Linked DNA regions of Sus scrofa: regions 1 and 3 are each linked to region 2. Evidence: chromatin contacts called from public Hi-C and HiChIP or PLAC-seq data. All regions are on one chromosome and are shown on one strand. Each heading gives the region's core, a stretch centred on a gene start, on an enhancer-like site or on the middle of the called end of the contact. The rest is flanking DNA. Distances are from core to core; before and after follow the strand shown.

Region 1 (4,017 bases), core at 153-2,652, 270 kb before region 2:
GATTGTAGGTGATTATTTTCTTCTTGGCGTCTTTCTTAATTCTCCCAATTTTCCATAAAAATCCAGTCATCTTTTTGCTGTCTGGCTTTTTTTTTTTTTTAAGCAGTTATTTCTGCAAAGAGAATTAGACGAGACCACGTAGGTGTGTTAGAATGTATGTTTCAGACCCTCCAAAACCAAAGCTTGTAAGAGGCTGGGAAGCAGGAGGATGAGTAAGCAGAATCAACAGGGATCCTGTCAAAGCCCAGAGGCTGGAAATGTCAAGGGAAGGGCCTTCCCGGGCAGCCCTGATGTGGAAGCAAGAAGATGCAAGGCCTTAGGCTAGAGGTATCTGTCCATCAGTCAAATCCCCAAGCCTCGGTTTCCCCATCATTGAAATGTATGCCCCACCTAGGCCTCTGTGCCCCTGACCACAAATCCCTCTTAACTCTCCAAAGGTGGCCCCCAAGGCGGAGGGCAGCTTCCAGAAGGCAGAGAAGGGCTCAGCTTGCGCCCTCTCCCACACCCCATGATGTCTAACACAAGGCACCCAGAGCTCACGAAGGAAGGAGGAAGGGCTGGAGAGAGGTTGCCAGGCACAGCTCTGGTGTGTGCATGCACGCACGCATGCAGGGGTGTGAGAAGGAAGCGGGCAGCTCTGCAGTCTGCAGGGAGCAAGACTCTCTCTCACACAAAAGCAAAGTGAACAAAGCGGCAGAGAAGCAGACAGCCCCATCCCTGGGGAGAGGACCTCGGGAGGACGGCACCCACCATGGCCAGTCGAAACGGGAAAAGGCACACGGCCCCCAGGAGCCCCAAGGCAGAGGTCTGAACCCTCTGGCCGTGGTTTCCCAGTGTGGGAGCCAGGCAAGATGAGCTCATGGTACAGCCCCTCCAAGGAGCATCTTAGGGGCCATTTCTGCAGCACCCACACTGACCTCTACCCCAGGGACCCCCTGGAGGGTCACAGGAAGCCAAGAACTGGGGAGACCCCAAAGGAGAAACAGACCCAGAGTGGGGTTCACTGTGGTCACAGCCTAAAGACTCCGGGCGCTCCGGCCGGAAGCATGAGAACCCTCCTAGAGTTAACAAAGCACTTCAACCCCGTCTGCTCCCTCTACATGGGCACTTGTCCCCCTGTGGTCCAGGCAGCCTCCTGGGTCTGTGACGCTTGGTCTGGGGGAGCGGGAAGTCGAGAGAATTCAGTCTACTTGAGAGCGTGTTGACAAGACCGCAGCATCCCAGTGCATGGCCAGCGTGCGTCCCCACACCCGAGAACAGGGTCACGTGCAGAAGTATCCGTTTGTGACAAAGTGGAAATGAAACAGACTGGTCCTTCCCACAGAGTCTGATAAACACTGATCTAGGGCAGGAGTCAGCAAACGAGGCCCGAGGCCAAAGCCAGGCTCAGCCCATTGCGTCAAGTGTCACTGGCACACAGCCACGGCCATTCCTGTCCGCGTTGGCTGAGCTGCTTTCGCGCTAGGACGGTGGCAGCACCGAGGAGTTGTGACAGAGACTGCGTGGTCCGGAAAGCCTGAAATATCTCCAGGGGAGATTTGCCAATCCCTCTTCTAGAGGAAAAGCCCACAGTGCACCCTGGGGGCCATTTGGAAAAGGACCTTAACAGGCAGGTTGTCATCATGCCAGCATCATCAGAATCATCATCACTGCGCTGTAACGTGCATGCGGAAGCCTCCGCACAATCAACTAGATCCTCACAGTCTTCTAACCACCCTCTCTCAACCGATGGGAAACTGAGGCACGGGGCGCTAAGGCCACTTGTTTCACAGCTAAGACATCACCGAGGCAGGATGTGAAGGAGCAATCTGGCTCCAGAGCCTGCGCTCTTAAACACCCTTCTAACACAAAGGCACAGAGAGGTTAAGTAACTTGCCGAAGGCCACACAGCAGGAAGGAACCGTGCTGGGATTCAGACCCTACATCTTTTGACCTTAACACATTCATTCAGCGTGAGGCTTGCAGGAACTCAAGGGCGCTTTGGGGGTACCAGGGAACTTGGGGGAGAAGGCAGAATTGAGCTGGGCTGTGGAGAGCTGGAAAGGACCTTAACAGGCAGGAAAGGAGACAAGGAGGGGAAGGTGTGTTGGGACCCTCAATCCTGGGAGATCTTCAGTGCCAGGGGTCTGCCAGGACCCTCAGGGAAAGATGTGGGGTCCTGATACTGTGGGGGAGGGAAGAGGAGACCATAGAGATGGAGGGAACAGGGCACAGAGAGGTTCTGCAAGTGGAGCAGGTGAGACTGAGCGAGCCTTGCATGGAGACTGGCTTGGAGTGTGCCTGAGGCCAGGGCAGGGGAAGCAGGGGCTTTCCAGGGTCTGCAAGCACAGCCGGAATTCACTCTCCATCTGCACTGGCATAAGACACCAGGCGGCCCAGAGATGACGCAGGCCAAAGCACAGGCCTGTCTCTGAGTCCAGACCCTCCTCAGTCTCCTGCCACCCACCAGGAGAAAGGAGATGACTGCCACATGCAGACACCACCCCCCAGGCACCTTGTGGACATTCGCCAGTGATGCTCAGGCCCACAAGGCTCCTAGTGCCAATGGCTGCACCCAGGGATTAAGTGAGCAGCCCAAGGCCATTCAGCAAAATGGGAGGAACAGGGGTTTAAAGCCATATCTGGAGGTCTTTCCGGCTCCTGGGAGGCCTTGCTATCAAAGCAGCTCCATGCCCAGGATGCCTGGGAAGATGCCTCCAGGGCCAGGAGGTGCCACCCTGGATAGAAGCCTATCTGGAGCGTGTGTGGGAGGGAGCTGAGTCCTGGGAAGGTCACGGATAACTGGGTCCAGGCCCCACCCCGTGATCCCAGCAGACCTCCCTCAATTATTGTTCAAGGAGCTGGGACCCTGGGATGCCCCCTGGACCATGGATGGGGCACTTGTCTTTCTGTGCCTCAACTTCCCTTTTCCTTCACCCTCTGTCTTCCAAAGACTCAGAAAAGGGGGGGAGGGGTACCTCATAAACCCTGCCCATATGGGTTGGAGGCACAGGGCTGGAATGAGAGTTGGGGAGCCTCCAGATTAGGCTGAAACACTCATCCCCCACCAGCCAAGGAACAGCGGCTCCTCTAGGTAAGCAAGTTTCCCCAAGATGTCCAGATTCTTGCCCCAATAACAAATGGGGGAATGGGGGACGGGGGAGTGCTGGGCCACCCCAGCACAAGGCAGCATGGTCAGGAAACAGGGCTCCACTGCTGTCCCCACACAGGATAAGGACGCCCCCCTACAACCTCAGAGCTGCCCAGGGCCCCCGAGTACCCCTGGCCTCAGCCTCCTACCTGGAGAAAGTGGTGACCACTTGGTCTTGCCCAGCCACGTTCTGCGTCACTGAGGACCCAGTGGGAAAAGAGTGGGAGGTGTCTGCGATCAGCCAGTGACCCCAAATGACTGGGAGAGGGCCCAGCTGGGGCAAAGGACAGGGGAGACGGCAGGACAGCAGGGTAAAATAAAGGGACTTGAGGACTAACAGGCCCGGCCTGTGGGGAAGGTATGTATGGGAGAGGGGGAGGGACTGGGCAGGAGGGGATGAGAAAGAAGAGAAACCAGAGGCATCCTCCAGAAGCCCCTGGGGGCGGCAGCCCCTCCAGGCAGCTATAGTAAGGGTGACGGTTTTGCAATTGGACACATCTGGCTGAGTTTGCCAAGCACTGTCGTAAGGACTTTCCACAGATCATCACATTTAATCCCCAGGAGAATCCAGGAGACAGATGCACTCGTCACCCCCATTTTATGGATGAAAAACTGAGGCTCAGAATCGTTAAGCCACCTGTCCTGCTCCCCCACCTGCAAAATGTTCCCTCCCCATCTATCAAATGCAAGGCGGTAAGAGCACCCTTGCTTCAGTGATTGGAGGAGCGAGTGTACATATAAAGGGCATAAACACGAGTGCCGTAAGCACTCAGTGGATGAGAATGCTTACTTTTGGTATTGCGACCATGAAGGTGCTGACAGTACATAGTAATAAATGACCCCAGGAGCATATTCCTTGGCCCCAGACACACGGCAGGTGACCAGTA
Region 2 (4,073 bases), core at 417-2,916:
TTCCTAGCTTGATTCCAGAAGGGATACTAGAGATGAGGTCTCTGGCGGCTAGTGACAGAAACCATTTCCCAGAATTCCCTGGTGATGCAGGGGGTTAAGGGTCTGGTGTTGTCACTGCTGTGACTTGGGTCACTGCTGTGGTGCAGGTTTGATCCCTGGCCCGGGAACTTCCACATGCTGAGGACATGGCCAAAAAAAACAAAAAAACAAAAAAAAAAACAGTGACAGGTCTTGGTTAACTGAACCACAAGAGATGTTCAGACAGTAGCTGAGAACACATGCCTTGGACCTGGCCATTGAGACTCAAATCCGGACTCTGACACCTGCCAGTCATTAAGTCCTTGGACTTTTACTCTACCTCGGAGCCTGTTTCCTCATGGGTAAAATGAGGACAGCGATGATAAGGCATTTACCTGGGTTATGAGGACAATGAGAGGAGCTCATATCAAGGGTTGAAAACAGGAGTTTCTGTCACGGCTCAGTGGGTTAAGAACCTGACATAGCGTCCAAGAGGATGCAGGTTTAATCCCCGGCCTCACTTAGTGGGTTAAGAATCTGGCGTTGCTGCCAGCTTCACCATAGGTCACAGATGTGGCTCAGATGTTGCTGTGGCTGTGGTGTAGGCTGGCGGCTGCAGCTCTAATTTGACCCCTAAGCTGGAAACTTCCATATGCCGCAGGTGCAGCCATAGAGAAAGAAAGAAAAAAGAAAGAAAGGAAAGAAAGAAAGAAAGACAGACAGACAGACTATACCCTGAGCAAGTAAGACAATATATTTTTAAAATATTTTTTTGAGGAGTTCCCGTCGTGGCACAGTGGTTAACGAATCCGACTAGGATCCATGAGGTTGCAGGTTCGATCCTTGGCCTTGCTCAGTGGGTTAACGATCCGGCGTTGCCGTGAGCTGTGGTGTAGGTTGCAGACGCGGCTCGGATTCCGCGTTGCTGTGGCTCTGGCGTAGGCCAGTGGCTACAGCTCTGATTTGACCCCTGGCCTGGGAACCTCCATATGCTGCGGGAGCGGCCCAAGAAATAGCAAAAAGACAAAAAAAAAAAAAAATATATTTTTTTGAAAAGAAAGAAAACAGTGTAGAAATCACTCAATAAATGTCAGCATGGCCCAAGAAATAACAACAACAACAAAAAAGACAAAAAAAAAAAAAAAAAAAAAAAAAAAAAAAGTTGGAGTTCCCGTCGTGGCGCAGTGGTTAACGAATCCGACTAGGAACCATGAGGTTGCGGGTTCGATCCCTGCCCTTGCTCAGTGGGTTAAGGATCTGGCGTTGCCGTGAGCTGTGGTGTAGGTTGCAGACGCGGCTCGGATCCCGCGTTGCTGTGGTTCTGGCGTAGGCCGGTGGCTACAGCTCCGATTCAACCCCTAGCCTGGGAACCTCCATATGCCGCGGGAGCGGCCCAAGAAATAACAACAACAACAAAAAAGACAAAAAAAAAAAAAAAAAAAAAAAAAAAAAAAAAAAAAAAAAAAAAAAAAAAAAAAAAAAAAAAAAAAATAAATGTCAGCAACAACCAGCTTTAGGAGAAGAACTGGTTCACCAGGGCCCAGAGTTTGTCTGAGCTTCTGAGATTTTTGCTGAGGATCAGGCCCGTCCCTGGGGGATCAGCCATGTGGCCACACAGACTCAGGAGCCATTCTCCAGCCAGGGTTGAATGTACTGTCCTTTGCCCGGCCGCCCAGACGGAACGAATCATTTCCCAGTCAGCCAATCCTGCCCTCTGCGGACATTGCTAATTAATAACTTTACAAACCCTGCAATTTCACACGGGAATGTCGTTGGGCGTCTTTATGTGTGGAAACTGTTAACATGGTCAGCGTAAACGTACAAGGGAGCACAGGTTATGCAGCCCTGATCCGTCAGGGTTTTTTTTTTTTTTTACTCTTAATGTATCCAGAGCCTCAAAAATACAGACGTGGCTCAGGCAGGCCCACAGGTCTTTGTACCCTGGACCAGGGCCACCCTGCGGAGGGCGAGTCCACAGCGCCCCCTGGTGGCCAAAGCCTGCACTCCCGTCAACGAACAAGGCCCTAAGCGGGCCCTGGGGCCTGAATACGGAAGAGGAGGAGGGGAGAAGTGGGGGTGGGGGATGCGGTGGGGATGCGGGCCCCGCACTCTCTCCTCCTCCACTCACACCCCCAACACTGCCACTCACCCACAGTTCGTTTATTTATTCCACGCACACCTACCAGCCAGACACCGTGCCAGGCTCTGGGGATGCCGCTGGGAAGTCTACAGACAGAGCATCTGCCCTCATGCGCTTCGGGAGTCTAAGGAGGAAGACAGAGCCAGAGGGTGACCAAATGCTTACACATAAATAAAGATCAAACTGCAAAGGGCAGGTACGGGGGCAGGGGCTTAAGAGTGAAAAGCAAAAGGTTGCAGCCTCTCCTAAAGGGCTCACTTAGGAAGCAGGAAGGAAGGAGAAATAGGGAATATGCTCGGCCGTGCTCGGCTGGCTTCTCTCCCTTGTAATGCTCCCTCAGTTTCCTCCCTTGTAAAACTGGCCTGATTCTCCTACCCCCCGCCCCCCAACTTCCCCGCCATCTCAGGGGTGCTCTGAGGGTTCCCATGGCAAAAGCAGGAAGCAAGAGAGGTTTTATAAACTATAGAGTGTCTCCTGCTAGAAGCCTCTTCATCCACCCCTGTCCCCACCTCAGTTCCCCACACAGCCAATCAGCGACACGTTGCTGCCCAACCTAAGACCTTCCAGTGGCTCCCACTGTGCTTAAAATCCAGAGCCTGATTCAGCCCCTGCAGAGCTCTCCAACCTCATCACCAGGCTTGGCTTACTACACTCCAGCTACACCCCACCCACTTCTAGTCTGCATGTAGCTACCTCAGGGCCTTTGTACATGCAGTTCTAGGTTCCCAAAGGGCTCTTTGCCTGACCCCTTCAAATCCTTCAGGAATCAGCAGAAACAGCACTTCTTAGAAGCCCTTCTGGAGCCACTGTTTCATCTAAGTAGCACCTGTTCCCCCAAACACCTCCTCTCATCATGTCACTTGTTTTAGTTCTTTCCTGGCACCCGTCACACTCTGGAGTTACCTTACTTATTCATTTACTCCGCCACTGTCGCCTCCGCTAGAATGTAAACCCACTAGGGCAGGGACCTCTCCTGCTCTGTCCACCACTGTACTTCTGAGACAGATGACATTGCTGCTCTAACAGATCCAAATAGAGCCGTTTTGACTGTTTCTTTGTCCCCTTTGCTTCAGTGTACTTTTTTTTTTTTTTGGTCTTTTTGTCTTTTCTGGGGCCACACACCCGTGGCATATGGAGGTTCCCAGGTTAGGGGTCTAATCAGAGCTGTAGCCCCTGGCGTACGCCAGAGCCACAACAACACCAGATCTGAGCCACATCTGTGACTACACCACAGCTCACAGCAACGCCGGATCCTTAACCCACTGAGCAAGGCCAGGGATTGAACCCACAAGCTCATGGTTCCTAGTCGGATTCATTAACCACTGAGCCATAATGGGAACTCCCACTTTGGTGTACTTTTACATGCAAAACCCAATACCTGCTGGTATTGTCAGCATTTCCAACTGGGGGACCCAACCCAAGACAATTCCTAATATGTACACGAATGTCCGACACAGAGTGGGCACCCAGAAAACATTTATTGAGTGAATGAATGAATGAGTCTACACAGCCCTCTCAGTGCCCAGTCAGCACTGCACACAGTAGCTATCTAATAAATGCTTGCTGGAGGCTTGGCATCCGAGATCTTTCATAATAGCCCTGGACTCCATAGAGAATGCTCATACATCCATTTCTACTCCAGCCTCACAGGGATTCCTAGAACATTCACAGAACAGTGATCTTCACTCCCATGGGCTGAGGCTCAGAGAAGTCAGATTCCTCCAAGGCGGCCCAGCGACTGGCGCAGAGCAGGGATTAAGCATACAGGTAGCCCGCCTCCAAGACCCTTTCCTTTACATGCTAAGGAGGAGCGAACATCACAGGACCCTGGTTTTTATTTTAGGAGTGTCACTCTTGCCCACAGGACCCTTGAAGAGGGTCAAGACCCCTTCGAAAATCTGAGTATTGTGGAATG
Region 3 (4,542 bases), core at 1,859-4,358, 360 kb before region 2:
GATCTCATCCAGGTTCTGCCTCTTCTTGTAGTTGAAGTAGAAGTTCTTACATTGGGACACAGTCTTGGAGCCCACCATCCGGGCGATGGCCGACCAGTTCCGGCCGTGTTCCAGGAGACCTGCAGGGGAGAGGGCGGCAGGTGAGGGGCAGCCAAGGGGGCCTGTGCTCACAGCCTGGAGGGTCAACAGACCCTGGGCAGAAAGCAGCCCTGATCCCAGGCCTCAGGCTCCCTGCAGAGGTCCAAGGCTCCAAAAAGACAAACTGGGGGGAGGGGGGTGGCATCAAGAGGCACCGGAAGAGTGCGGCGGCCTGGCCTCCCCAGGCTGCATGGGAAAGGCCTAGGCTCCTGGAACCCGAGGGGCAGGAGGGTGCAGCCTTGGGTGCACCCCTGCCGAGGCCACTGTCAAGGGTCCCGGGGACTGAGGCCTGAGGTCTGGGGCACAGACCCCGCCCGGGGCCCCACTTCTCCTCCTCCCCTGGCTGTCGTGACCCAGCACTGACACTCACTCACAGCTGCAGACGAGGCCTCGGGAGACGGAACTGTTTTCCGGCCGCACCGGGCCAGGGAAAGGAAGGAACGTGTGAGCAGGGGTGGGAGGGTGGAGTCCAGGCCAGGAGCGGGTGAGCTGGGCCAGGAGATGCTGCCCCCAGGTTAACGGGGCACCCTCAGGGCCCAAAGTTCCCTGCCAAAACCTAAAGGCCCACCCTGGCCTCCAGGCAGATTCAGGGGCTGGGAATGGACTTGCCCCCTCCACCAAACCACAGCCCCTGCCCCCCCATCTCCACAAGCTTCTTTCACAGCCTCGAAGAATCCTTATGTGGAAAGACCCCCCCCACACACCCAGAAATTGGCAGACCCCATCCCAAACCCTCCTAAGTCAGAGAAAGTTCCCTCCATTCCCACAAACTCAAGTCAGAGCTGCACCTCCAACCTCTCTCCCATTTTCAATGCCATAAATCCCAGGCTCAGCACAAAGGCACCCCCCACATGCACCGGAAGCAGCCCAGAGTCAGCCCCTCTGCCCACAAAGCTTATACGCAGACACGCCTTGCACAGGCTGGCGCCTCTACATATTTACACCTTGCATCTCCCGCTGCGTGCCTTTGTGCAGCCAGGTCAGCCTGAGCAGGTAGGGCCTGCCCCTTCCTGACGGCCGCTGGAGGGACGGACAGGAGGCTCACGCCTCCCAGGGGCTGTGGGGCAGGCCTGGGCCCCCAGAGGGCAGCAGGCACGAAGCCTGAGTCACATTGCTGGGAACACAGCGGCCTCTGAGCCCCAGAGCTAGACTTGTAAGGACGACAGAAAGATTTCCCATAACGAAGTTTGAAGCTGTTTGCCTTGAATCAAATCAAGCTGCAAGCAGGGAGGGTTACGACTGATGTTTTGCAGGGGTGCGGGAGCCTGAGGGGCTGACAGTCTGTGTGTTGGTATTTTCTGGTTTCCATTCATTCATCCATCCACCCACCTATCCATCCACCCACCTATCCACCCACCCATCCGTCCATTCAAACGTGCCGACGGCTTGCTATGTACAAGGCTCTAATAGTCATAAAACAGCAGCAAAAACAACATCAACAAACCACCACGTCACATGGCTAAGCAACCTGGAGTTTGCAAAGCCTTTTAAAGATCAGGTTCCCTCTCATCCTTGCTGTCCAGGCCATGGCTGTTTTCCCATCCCTAGGACGGGGGAAACCAAGGCTCAAGGGATCACAGCAACTCTCAAGCTTGTAGGATGGGCCAGGGGCCCAAGTGGACATCAGAACCCAAGTTTTCTGCTCTCCCGCCTCTGGACCCAGCGGGGTGGGGGTGGTGCTGGACTGACAGGCCACCTGCTCCCCCGTGAAGGCCATGGGGCCACGTGGCTCCTCGGCAGCTCCTCAGGGTTCCTCAAGGACAGGCACAGAGGGGAGGGCCGGGGCGTGGGATCAAGTGTAACCCAGCCCCCTGACCTTTCCTTCTGCCCGCGCCAGCAGCAGCTGCCACTTCCACAGAACCTGGCGGAGGACGACGGGGACGCGTTTATTTATATTTCCCCAGCCGGGGCCAAGAGAACCCAGGCAAACACGTCGGCCGGAACCCCGGTAGGGAGAGGGCGGGTCTCCCATCTGGGCCTGCTGGGGGGTGTGGGGTGAGGGGAACGAGGGCCCAGGGGGTGGCAGGACCCCCCCCACAGGTTGACATTTACAACTCAACACATAAATAAAGAAGCGGCTTAGAGTTGGCTTCGGGCGGGGGGGGGGGGTTTAGGGTCCTAATTAACCTCACTCCTGGAGCAGGAGCTTGGCAGGGGGGGTCACCCAGCTCTCCCCCGAAACTACTGGTGAAGGAACACTGGACTGAGTGGTCCAGAAGCCTTGGCCAGAACTGCTGTGGGGTCTCCACCACCCCCTCTGCTCTGGGGCCTCAGTTTCTTTAACTGCTGTGTGAAGGACTAGGGTGAGTGTCCTAATATTACTGGCCAGGGTCCCTGCGATGGGGGTGGAGAGTTTTCCTTCTGGTTCTGGTTCTGGGAACCCCAGACTGAGGATGCCGGGCTCAGGGTGGTGCTCTATAGGTCCCACCAAGCCTTGGAGACCACCGGGACTAGACGCAGCTGAAAGCCCCCCCCACCCTGTCTACCTGGAGAGAGCACCTCTAAGCATGTGCCAGCCAAGACCCCCAAGACCTGCCTGCCCCAAACACAGACCCAAGCACTTCCCTCCTTCCTGAAAAGACCCAGCCCCACAGCCAGAGGCAGGGGAAGGGGCGCCAAGAGAAAGACGGTGAGATCTCACGGGTTAGAACTCCCAAGTCGCCGGCCCTGGGGGGGGTCCCTGTCACCGTGGCACAAAGCACCCCCCTCATCCCCTCCCCGGAGCCACTCACTCACATCCTCTCATCTGCGTCTCCCCCTCGGCCAAGTTTTCCGGAAACATACGGCTTGGAGGATGCTCCAGGGATCGGAGCTGGGAGCAGCGGGCTGGGAGGCGGGAGGCTGGGCGGCCGTGGTGCCGGCTCCGCAAGGCTTCTGGCTGGCGTCTGCTGGCGGCTCAGCTCTGCCTCACATCCTTCTCGTCCAACGCGCGAGGGAGGGGGGAAGAGGGAGGGGCCGGGCGGTGGGAGGGCGGCAGGCGGAGGCTGGCTCCGGGAAGGGCGGGGAAGCAGCTCCGTGCTGCGCGCCGTGGTGGCCCAGGGCTCCTCCGGCGCTGCCACCCCTGAGCCGTGCCCCCCGCAGCTGCAGGCGTGCGAGGTGCCCTTCGCCGATGGGGGCGGGTGGCGAGAAGCTGTCGGCTGTGTGCTCGGTGCCCTGTGCCAGGCGTCACCAGGAAGCACAGCGTCCTCGCCTCCTTAGGGCACCAATGTGCCCAATACCGGTGCTCAGTCCCCAGACCCCTGACACCTCCCTACTCTGAGGACAGAGTCCAAAGACCCCAGCCTGTCAGGTAGCAGTGCCTGGGCAGCCTCACAGAGAGCCTGGGATCGGCTGATCTTCCTGCTGCCTGACCCAGCGAGGCGCGTCAGGGCTGAATGTGACCTCCAGACGGAGGCTCGCAGGAGCAGGCGGGGCGGGGGAGTGTGGCAGAAGCCCAGGTTCAGAAGGGGCGGGCCAAATTGGCACAGGCTCTCCCCCCCTCCCTCTCTCCCCATCCGTGGCGGTGGCGGCGTCAGCAGCGGTAAGAACAGATGAGGGTTCAGAAAAACAGAGCTTCTCCACCCCAGCAGACAGGAGCAAACAGCTTCTTCCGCTGTCATTCCCCAGTGCTGGTTCCACCTGTGGTCTGCCCCCAACCCGGCCTGATGCTGCCAAGGTGACCAGGCCCTCGAGATGGGGGACTCTATTTGAGGAGCCTCTTCTAAGTGCAAATGAGACCTCCAATCACTGAGGGTGGGAGGAGGGTTTGGAGTTGCTAGAGGGCTGGCTCTCTAGGGCGTCCTCTTTCCTTCCTCACTGAGACACCCGTGACAGCCAGGTCAGCCTGCGTCCCATACAAACACCTGCTATGGACGCCCCAGGCAGCTCCCAGGAGGTTGAAAGTTAACTGGGTTGAACTTTGGATCGAGATCCAGGTCACGACCGATTTCTCCAACTCTGGGGTCATTGACCTGCTTGTCCCTTTGGCCCTCAGCCTTTCCATCCTGCTCACAAAACCCAAGGAACAATAGGCCACAGGTCTCTGAAGCACTCCTGTTCCCGCTCGCCCCCTCCCCGTCGCACATCCTACCCCCAGCCCTCATCCTGGGTTCCGGGCATACCACCAGGGGAGGGCCACACATTCCAACCGTGTGGGGGACCTGGGACGTGCTGCCCACGATCCGTTCTCCTCAAGGGAGGCCAGGTGAGCTTTTAAGGATACCCATCCCATCATGTCACTCCTCTGCTCAGATCTTACAATGATGACCCAAAGCTCTGCAAATAACATCCAAAGACCTCCTCACGGTGCATGAGGGCCAGTCCTGCCCGCTTCGAGCCTGCTCCCTCCTTCTCCTCTTGCTCACTCACTCCAGCCACCAGAACCTCTTCTGCCCAGCCATCGACACTTGGCCTGCCTGGCCGCTT

The links. Hi-C and Micro-C count contacts between places; a contact is called where the count stands out from the background. HiChIP or PLAC-seq counts read pairs in DNA pulled down with a chosen protein or histone mark.
Region 1: a contact with region 2 is called in a Hi-C map of liver, with 4 times the contacts expected there. The contact joins two enhancer-like sites. A contact is called at or near these places in 9 of 47 Hi-C or Micro-C datasets (embryonic fibroblasts, fetal heart ventricle, fetal skeletal muscle and 4 more) and 2 of 2 datasets of contacts at active chromatin or transcription factors (alveolar macrophages and skeletal muscle).
Region 3: an H3K27ac HiChIP or PLAC-seq map of alveolar macrophages shows a contact between it and region 2. The contact joins two enhancer-like sites. A contact is called at or near these places in 5 of 47 Hi-C or Micro-C datasets (embryonic fibroblasts, fetal heart ventricle, liver and 1 more) and 2 of 2 datasets of contacts at active chromatin or transcription factors (alveolar macrophages and skeletal muscle).

Annotation. Positions count from the first base shown.
Region 1 is chr14:28,664,791-28,668,807 of Sscrofa11.1, reverse strand. All of the region lies in intron 3 of NCOR2 (nuclear receptor corepressor 2), which reads right to left. Among named protein-coding and RNA genes, the nearest start is that of NCOR2, 24 kb to the right of the region's middle. Within about 2 kb of position 1,402, at least 36 of the 83 cell types and tissues checked have an H3K27ac peak or open chromatin away from gene starts, as enhancers often do. A contact at or near this core is called in alveolar macrophages, liver and skeletal muscle, where this site is marked.
Region 2 is chr14:28,398,719-28,402,791 of Sscrofa11.1, reverse strand. No RefSeq gene overlaps it. Among named protein-coding and RNA genes, the nearest start is that of SCARB1, 99 kb to the right of the region's middle. Within about 2 kb of position 1,666, at least 28 of the 83 cell types and tissues checked have an H3K27ac peak or open chromatin away from gene starts, as enhancers often do. A contact at or near this core is called in alveolar macrophages, liver and skeletal muscle, where this site is marked.
Region 3 is chr14:28,758,422-28,762,963 of Sscrofa11.1, reverse strand. It overlaps NCOR2 (nuclear receptor corepressor 2), which reads right to left. Exons shown (of 49, transcript NM_001044576.1): 19 at 1-119. Among named protein-coding and RNA genes, the nearest start is that of RFLNA, 81 kb to the left of the region's middle. Within about 2 kb of position 3,108, at least 63 of the 83 cell types and tissues checked have an H3K27ac peak or open chromatin away from gene starts, as enhancers often do. A contact at or near this core is called in alveolar macrophages, liver and skeletal muscle, where this site is marked.